Linked DNA regions of Drosophila melanogaster: region 2 is linked to region 1. A link is a contact called in public Hi-C data. All regions are on one chromosome and are shown on one strand. The core of a region is the stretch at or near the end of the contact, and the rest is flanking DNA. Distances in the headings are between cores, read along the strand shown. Region 1 holds the start of CG43796. Region 2 holds the start of CG46397.

Region 1 (3,806 bases), core at 960-3,459:
CTTAACTTTATATTAAACTTAATGGTCAAGCCATTTGCTTGATTTCTTTTCTGGACTATCTGTCTAGAGTGTCAGTTGATTGGTTCTCGACTTACTTGTCTTTACCATCTTGGGCTGCCTGTTTGAGTTTTTCAATCAACCTCCATGAACATTCGCAGTCGATCGCATTCATATTCATAATCATCGGCAATAACTACAAACCGAATCCGCTTATATGGATACCTGGTTGTATGGGTGTCGCTTGCCTCTCGACTTGCAACATTTCATTTGAGCGACGCGACTGTTCTTCCACACCAACCTTCTCCATTCCCAAGCCCCTGGGCCCACTAAGAGCAGATAACTTGTGCTCGGCTACCAGTTTGGGCCAACTTGGTTACTCAGCTTCCACGAAATTTTGTCGCCCGCTCCATAAAAAAAAAACCCTGAGAACTGAAGCGTAGAGGAAAAGCCAATAAAGCTAATTGCTAAATACATTAATTTCAGTACATTAGTCTAGTTGGTGAAATTATCACCGATTAATTGATTGGAACAGAGACTCGAAATTGTTCGTTTGACTTCGATGTCAGACTTTTCTGTACCTTTTTCTGTGGCTTTTGTCTTATTTCTTGAGTGCAACTTTGGGCCACAGAAAGCACTAAAAAAAACAACAACATCAAAACTGGTTTCCTCTGTCTGAGCTCAAGTCATCAATGATATTGTTTTTTGTATATTGTCGACTCTGATTTTGTTATAAGCCTTCCAGCTTGCCTCTCTGTTTTGGCTCACCGACACATGGGTCGAAGGTATATACCTTTGGTAGTAGTACTCTGCATCCAAGCTTTTCTCCGTTTTTCATTAGCTAATTAATTTGATTTCCCGCTGAAGGCTGTAAAAAATAGTAGACAAGTTTCTGAAACGCATAAGCTTAATAAAATCTTGTTAGCTTGTCAGCGTTTTTCGTGGTGTTGGCTTGTAACAATGACCTCTCGGCCCTGTTTTGAAAGTCTTCATAAATCAGTTGGCATTATTAGCTGTTCGTCGAGTCTGCCCATTGATCTTCTATTCTGGATGTACACACGTCTTTGAAATTTTGTAGTCACCTGCCGCCAATTTGTGTTTCATCTTAGCGCTTTCGGTGTCTCTATTTTTCGTTAACTCCGGCGAAATTAGTTCATTAACATTTTATGTAAATGCTCACCATCTATATCTATTAAAATGACTTTTTCTGCTCCTCTGGCACAAGCCTACCAAAGCGATTCGCGTGCACAAAAGTCTGTTGGCCCGGGCGAAATTAATCGATGTGAATTGATTTTCGTTGTATTGAGTTGTTAATTAGAACTAATTAAATTCCTTTTCGCCATAATGAAGATTTCCATATGGTCTGCTGATTATATGTTTTTAATAGAGAGCCAAAGGCTTAATGCATGTAACTGCAATAAAGGTGTATTTATTCAAGCAATAGCTTAACCAAAAGATTAAGACACCTGTCTTTATTATTTACTTTATTTATAGTACTTTCAATGTGTACCAAAAATCTATTTAAACCAACATCTATTTTAGCAATAATTTAATCTACCGGGATTCAAGTGAAGCACAGATTTAGAATAGAACTATTGGCAGGCGAAATTCAACGTCCTCGATAGTATAGTGGTTAGTATCCCCGCCTGTCACGCGGGAGACCGGGGTTCAATTCCCCGTCGGGGAGACGATTGTCAATACTTTTTTTTTATTAAAATCTTATTTAAAGAAAAGCACATCCCTAAAACATGTTACAATTTTTGGAACTTTTGTAAAACAAAAAGATGGATATAAAAATATAATTTCAATGATCATATTGCCAAGTTTATGCATTATCTTTCTTTATATAAATTTGCAAGAAAAATATTCACTTATTCTCTTGTAATTACATATATGAGCTAAAAAGAAAGGAAATATCCCATCTCCCCGACGGGGAATTGAACCCCGGTCTCCCGCGTGACAGGCGGGGATACTAACCACTATACTATCGAGGATGTTGCGCGCCGATTGCCAATAGTTCTATTTCAGATTCTTCGGTGCTCTCAGTGCAAATTATTGTGCTAAGAATTCAAGGAAACATAAATAACCTATTTTTGGAAAATTTCTTAAATAGCCCAACTTATCAAAACCACCCAAATATTTGAAGGTGTCTTTATTTGAACCTTCTAATTTATCACACTTTCCGTGAATTACCAGTCATTGGCTGCACTCTTTGACAGACAATTCATTAGGTTTCAAGAGCTTTCTTTTTCTTTGTTGACTTTCATATACATAAACTTGTTAAATATGAGAAAGGAACCAATTCCTGAAGTAGACATGAGGATGGTGGCCAAAAACGCGGAGGTTCATCGACGAGGCATTTTGGGTTTTGCTCCCCGGATCGGATTGGTCAATGTTGACTACGACGATCTGGACAGGATTGACAACTTCTATTTGGAGACCCAGAGGTATCGGGACTATTACCGCGATCCGCACAACATTCTGCACAAGCCGGAGCGTTTTCGGCAACATCAGGGAAAATGCTCAATTAAACTGGACACCAGTGTCCAGAACTTGACCAGGCCGATCCGTTGGGTCAAAGAGAAAATGCCTGTGCTCTATCCTCCTTCAAGGGACACTGCGATGATGTTGGGCACACCGATATCATCTAGGATCATAGGCCAATACAACAAGTCGACTTGCGCATCTTTTCTTCATTAGACAAATTGAATTTTAAGCGGCGGCAGGCGAACTGAGATTCCTTGCGAAGTCTTTATTTCCAATTAAGTTGAATGCACTTAGTGGTCCGAAAGGCGCACGCAGATCATCTCAGTTCATCTGTCCACCGAAGGCAGAGCTCGGAATAAAATCAAAAGTATTAATTGTCTATTAAAAAAAAATTTTGAATGATAAACAAGACTATTTCACTTTTCGTCGGTGTTGTAACCAACAATGTAATAAAACAATAACTTTATCCGCTTTTCTTCAGATGCATCTTCATCCAACGAGGCAGTTCATCTGCAGCAGCGGCTCAAAAGCCTGAGCACCGAATTGGTGACTCTGCGAAACCGCCTGCATGTGGGTCATGGACCGGGTCAGGGTCAGAGCCAGGGAAATGGCGCGCAGCCCGTCGCCCCAGCTCCCAATGCGGGTCCCAAGGCCAACAACTTTGACCTAAACGCATCCAGTCCGAATCTCAATCTGAGTTCCAGCGGCGCAGGACTTTCAGCCAGTGCAGTTCAGCAACACACCAATGGACATCACACGACATCGAAGGTAAGTTATGGTATTTAAACATATTCTAAAACTAGGACCCTACTCTAGTATATACAAATCTTAAATCGAACTGTAAGAGCAACAAGCTTGTCCACATTCGATTTCCTTTGATAAAGATGTTTATTTCTCTTCACTCCTCACTCTTATAGAATCACAGCTTCAGCCACACATTGCCCGCAAACTCGGGCTCTGGTGGAGGAGGAGGCGCTGGAGGAGGCGCCGTTGTGTCGGCGAGGAACACGTCGATTCCACATCCACTTCCGCATCAGTTGGCCGAGAAGCCGGGCCTGTCGCATCAGCAGAGTGGCAGCGGACATGGTCAGTCCACCGGGACACTGCCACATATGAGCGGCATGGGAAGTATCCTGGGGCAAAATTCCCATTCCCATGCACCGGTCAACAACAACAGCAACAACTCCAACACGCTGCCCATGCGCACCTCCAACTCCGGACACCTGGGCATCAATGGCGGAGGCGTTGGCCACCATCTCAGCCACGCCCACAGCCAGCAATTGCCATTCATCCCGCAGTCGAAGCACACGAATCCCTGCCAG
Region 2 (3,806 bases), core at 734-3,233, 460 kb after region 1:
ACACATTTGAAATACATTCGAGCATATATCTTTATATATTATTATATCTTTATTAGTTGGTGCACCTTTACTCACCTTCATTGAGTATGGACCTTCCTAGCAGACTGTTGGCAGTCATTTGGCTTTTGTTTTGAGTTTGCTGGCTTGTGTGTGGAAGGAACTTTCAGGATCCGTTTGTGAGGACTGGCAGCTTCTTTGGTTGCGTTTCTTCGTTGCGGGGGGAATTCCGTTGCGAGCTTCTCCTTACATTTTCTGCAATAGAGTCCGAGAGCAAATCGCCAGCAAATTAGCCACGTGTATGTATTTTTAGAACGAATCGTTGCGTTTTTCGGAACGCATCTGCACTCGGTCATTTGTGTCAACTATCTGAGCATGGAGTTGGCTGTTTCGGCTCGGATTGGCTCGCCTCCGCATGGTTAACTCGAACTGTGTTAATCTCATGCAAAACGTGACAATTGCCGCCGCTCGGAGTTGCATTCTGCAACTGCAGCAACATTGCTGATAAATATTTATTTCAGAAAACATTTCAATTTTTCTATATTTGCTCGTTTTAAGTTTTGCACGTGTCTGTTTTTTCGCGTTCTTTCCTTCCGAGATTACTGCACTACGTTGCCTTTTCGCCGTACGTAAACATTGCAAAAAGAAAAGGCAGAAAAATCAAGAGTCTGCGCAAAGAATATTTTGCTTTTTTCGAGTTTGTGTCATAAAACTAGCGGACAACATAGAGAATCTCATGGGATTTTGGACACTAAGTATTTTGCCTATTCTGTGGCAAAGTGCAAATAGAAACGCAATTAAACTTTTGACACCGTAATAAAGATAACTTTTTCGTCATGGGTTTCTTTTAGTTTCAGAGTTTTGTTTAGTTAGCAATCAGCTAAACAGGTACTAAAACAATATAATTGAATGGTTTTCGTTGGTGTCGTTGAACTAGGCACACAACTAGTGATAATTACTTAATAAATGTTAATTAATTAACTATATTTCAACTAAATGGCTTTGTAAGTGCATAAGGAATGAATGACTTCACTTAGTGGCCAAAAATAAACTTTATTTTCGAATAATTACTTGCAGTCGTCACATTTGTTAGAACAATTAAATCTTCGATTCGAGCACGAAAATCGTTTTTGTTTTGTCCCGTCGCAGTCATTGTTTAGTGAATCTTCTATTTAGCACTTACTCAATAATTTTGTTTGCATGGATAAAACAATTAAATTGGTAGCAAGACCAGCAGGCGAATGCAAACCAGCTGCGCCAACCAAAGTAAATCAATCTTTTCTGCAGTTTTGCACCCGCACGAGTCGGCACTTGGTTAATAAGTGCGGCTAGAACTCCGAAATGCAGATGGTTTTTAAGCAATGTACGCTTTGTTCTCTTTTCATTTTTCGCTGTAGTTTCCACTTATCTGTGAAATAAATGTAAAGCAAGAAAAGTGTCTTGCTAATGCATGTAGATATGCATATGGGGTGGCATGGGCATTTGGGTAATTGATTTTCGGCGAATGACATGGTCGTGGAAATTAGTATGGCCGGCTCTTATCATTTTCCATACAACCGCAACTTATCAGCAATGTATTATTATTTGTTATCACCAACGTCCATTGCCGATTACTTTGGTTATGTGCTAATAACAATTTCTGGGTCAATTTCCGTTGGCTACGATATAATTTCGGACTTATAGTCTATTTGCAGCATACAGATAATGATTTCGGAGAATTGCTCTAGCATATTTGAAGTACTCATTCCTGGCAATAACATTAGCAGTATTAGCAGTATCTATAGATACTGTATATTACAATACTTTTTAAAAGTTTAAACATAACAAATGTCGTATTGAACGTAGTTCCACTTCTGGGCTATTGTTGTTCACTTTTTGCCTTTTTTACTAGGGATCACTGTATGTATGAATGGTTGGTTAGGCGTAGCTTTTGTTTGATCAGTTGGTGGTTTTTTAAAGTCGATAGTTCAATTTGACTTTATATCTCATTTGGAACTCTGTCATCAAAGTGTTAAGTGTGATAAAAATGATATCGTCTAGTCCTAAACTGCCTTGGTTCACCGGCAAGGGTTTGCTGAGTTCATACATTTAACAAGCAGGTTTTTATAAACATTATGTGTTTTTTAGTGCCGCCCAGCCAAATGATTCTGACCATTTTTCTGTGCTTAGCCGTATTTTACGGCCTGGCTAAACTCATCGCCATTCCGCTGCGCATCGATGACTTCGACAGCTTCAGACCAATTCACACCGAGGATATGCAGTCACCAGGTCAAGGATTTTGAAAATCTGAGATAGACCCCTGAGCCCAGCAATTATCAATTGTAAACTGGGAATGCAATGCTAGGTTGTGTGGGTGGCACATCAGAGACCAGTGTGTTTGCCCGACTTGCTTGGCGCTTTGCAATTGCAATTGTAATTTGCAAATTAATTAAATTTAAGCATGAACAACATGTCAGACCGACATCGCCGCTCCAATCTAATGTACAATAGCAATTAAACGCAATTTAACCGCGTATTTGCTTATCATTGTAGTCTACTGATCAGATTCGAACGCCTTTGGGATGCCCGATTTGCGTGGAGTGAATAACAAACAAAAGTTTGCGAATCGTGGCAAATATTGTATTTACAAATGTTCTAATATTAGATCCATTGCCGATCCAAAAACTATTCCCATGCACTGCAGCGGCCAATTGAAAAATTACTTGTCGAGCAAAAAAGAAAATTATATAATCACATACTGTTCGGTAGCACGAATATGAACGTGTATATAATTCATACTGTCTGGCAATTCTATTTCAGTGATCTATTTGATATCCATGGTGATTAGCTTTATTCGTGCTATTACGTATTTTAGTTGTTATCTTTGAAATTTCGGTGTTTGTGGCGTACTCAGATAAAGCCAAAGATAATAAAACATTATAACACCAGTTTGTCTCGTCAAAGATGTAGTACCTTGCACAGATAATAAAAAAAAATATTTTGTGGCATTGTAAAGCTTAAAAAATTCCCTCAATGTGTGTGTGTAGAACCCTTGACATAAAACGTTTACCTCATCATAACTCAAATAGATAAGCATAACTATATTTATGGGTTTTTCAAAACCAGCTTAATATTGTAGTTAAGTTTTCCCAAAAGTCAACTTATGTAGCTTAAATTCTTATTCACTATATATGTATAATAATAATAATAATCTAGTTCTTAACTAATTCATCGAGAGCGCGTAATGGAGCACCTGTTAATAGAAATTAAGCTAAACTAAATTTATTATTATGTCATTCAGTTAATAGAGTGCCTTTTGCTTTTTTGCTGCCCTATACTCAGACTAGCGTGACAGTCCATTCATCGTAATTTAAAAAAAAAAATGTAAAAACAGAATGGGCCAGAAAGACAAACTAAAACCAGAAACCAAACCAATTGTACAATTGTTTTGTTTGGCCGCTTTTCATCTGCGGTCAATAAAATCAGCCACGCTCTGCGATCCCGCAAATATTTTAATTCAGTTATTGTATTTTATTTTTGGAGCCCGTATAAGCAAAGTACCCTGTACTTAATGTTTTGGCTCTATGATTCTCGTTTTATTTCAATTCACTTTCAGTAACTTCCCTTTCAGATAAACAATACAGTAAGGACTGGCACAATGATGTCGGCAGCTGTTTATCAAAGTGGAACTGGACTGCGGAATTGTTATCAGGCACAAAAAAAAAACATGGCATTCGTTTTTAAAACTCTGTTTCTTTGTTCATCGTGTAATAGTACAATACAGCAAATGAAAATGGAAATATTAATATGATTCATATAACGAACGAATG

The links. A called contact is a pair of places that touch in the nucleus more often than the background predicts.
Region 2: a Hi-C map of the Kc167 cell line shows a contact between it and region 1, with 5 times the contacts expected there. A contact is called at or near these places in 3 of 107 Hi-C or Micro-C datasets (the Kc167 cell line, the ML-DmBG3-c2 cell line and the S2 cell line).

What each region holds. Positions count from the first base shown.
Region 1 is chr2L:8,480,165-8,483,970 of dm6, forward strand. CG43796 reads left to right here and starts at 2,210. Exons shown (of 1, transcript NM_001273325.1): 1 at 2,210-2,841. The coding sequence starts at 2,314. The coding sequence ends at 2,697. dachs (dachs,) reads left to right here. Exons shown (of 9, transcript NM_001201801.2): 4 at 2,966-3,252; 5 at 3,402-3,806. tRNA:Asp-GTC-1-2 (transfer RNA:Aspartic acid-GTC 1-2) reads left to right here and starts at 1,613; the gene lies at 1,613-1,684. tRNA:Asp-GTC-1-3 (transfer RNA:Aspartic acid-GTC 1-3) reads right to left here and starts at 1,991; the gene lies at 1,920-1,991.
Region 2 is chr2L:8,945,283-8,949,088 of dm6, forward strand. CG46397 reads left to right here and starts at 1,984. Exons shown (of 2, transcript NM_001382136.1): 1 at 1,984-2,066; 2 at 2,125-2,589. The coding sequence starts at 2,024. The coding sequence ends at 2,279. It overlaps C1GalTA (Core 1 Galactosyltransferase A), which reads right to left. Exons shown (of 4, transcript NM_164840.2): 2 at 76-252. The coding sequence starts at 118.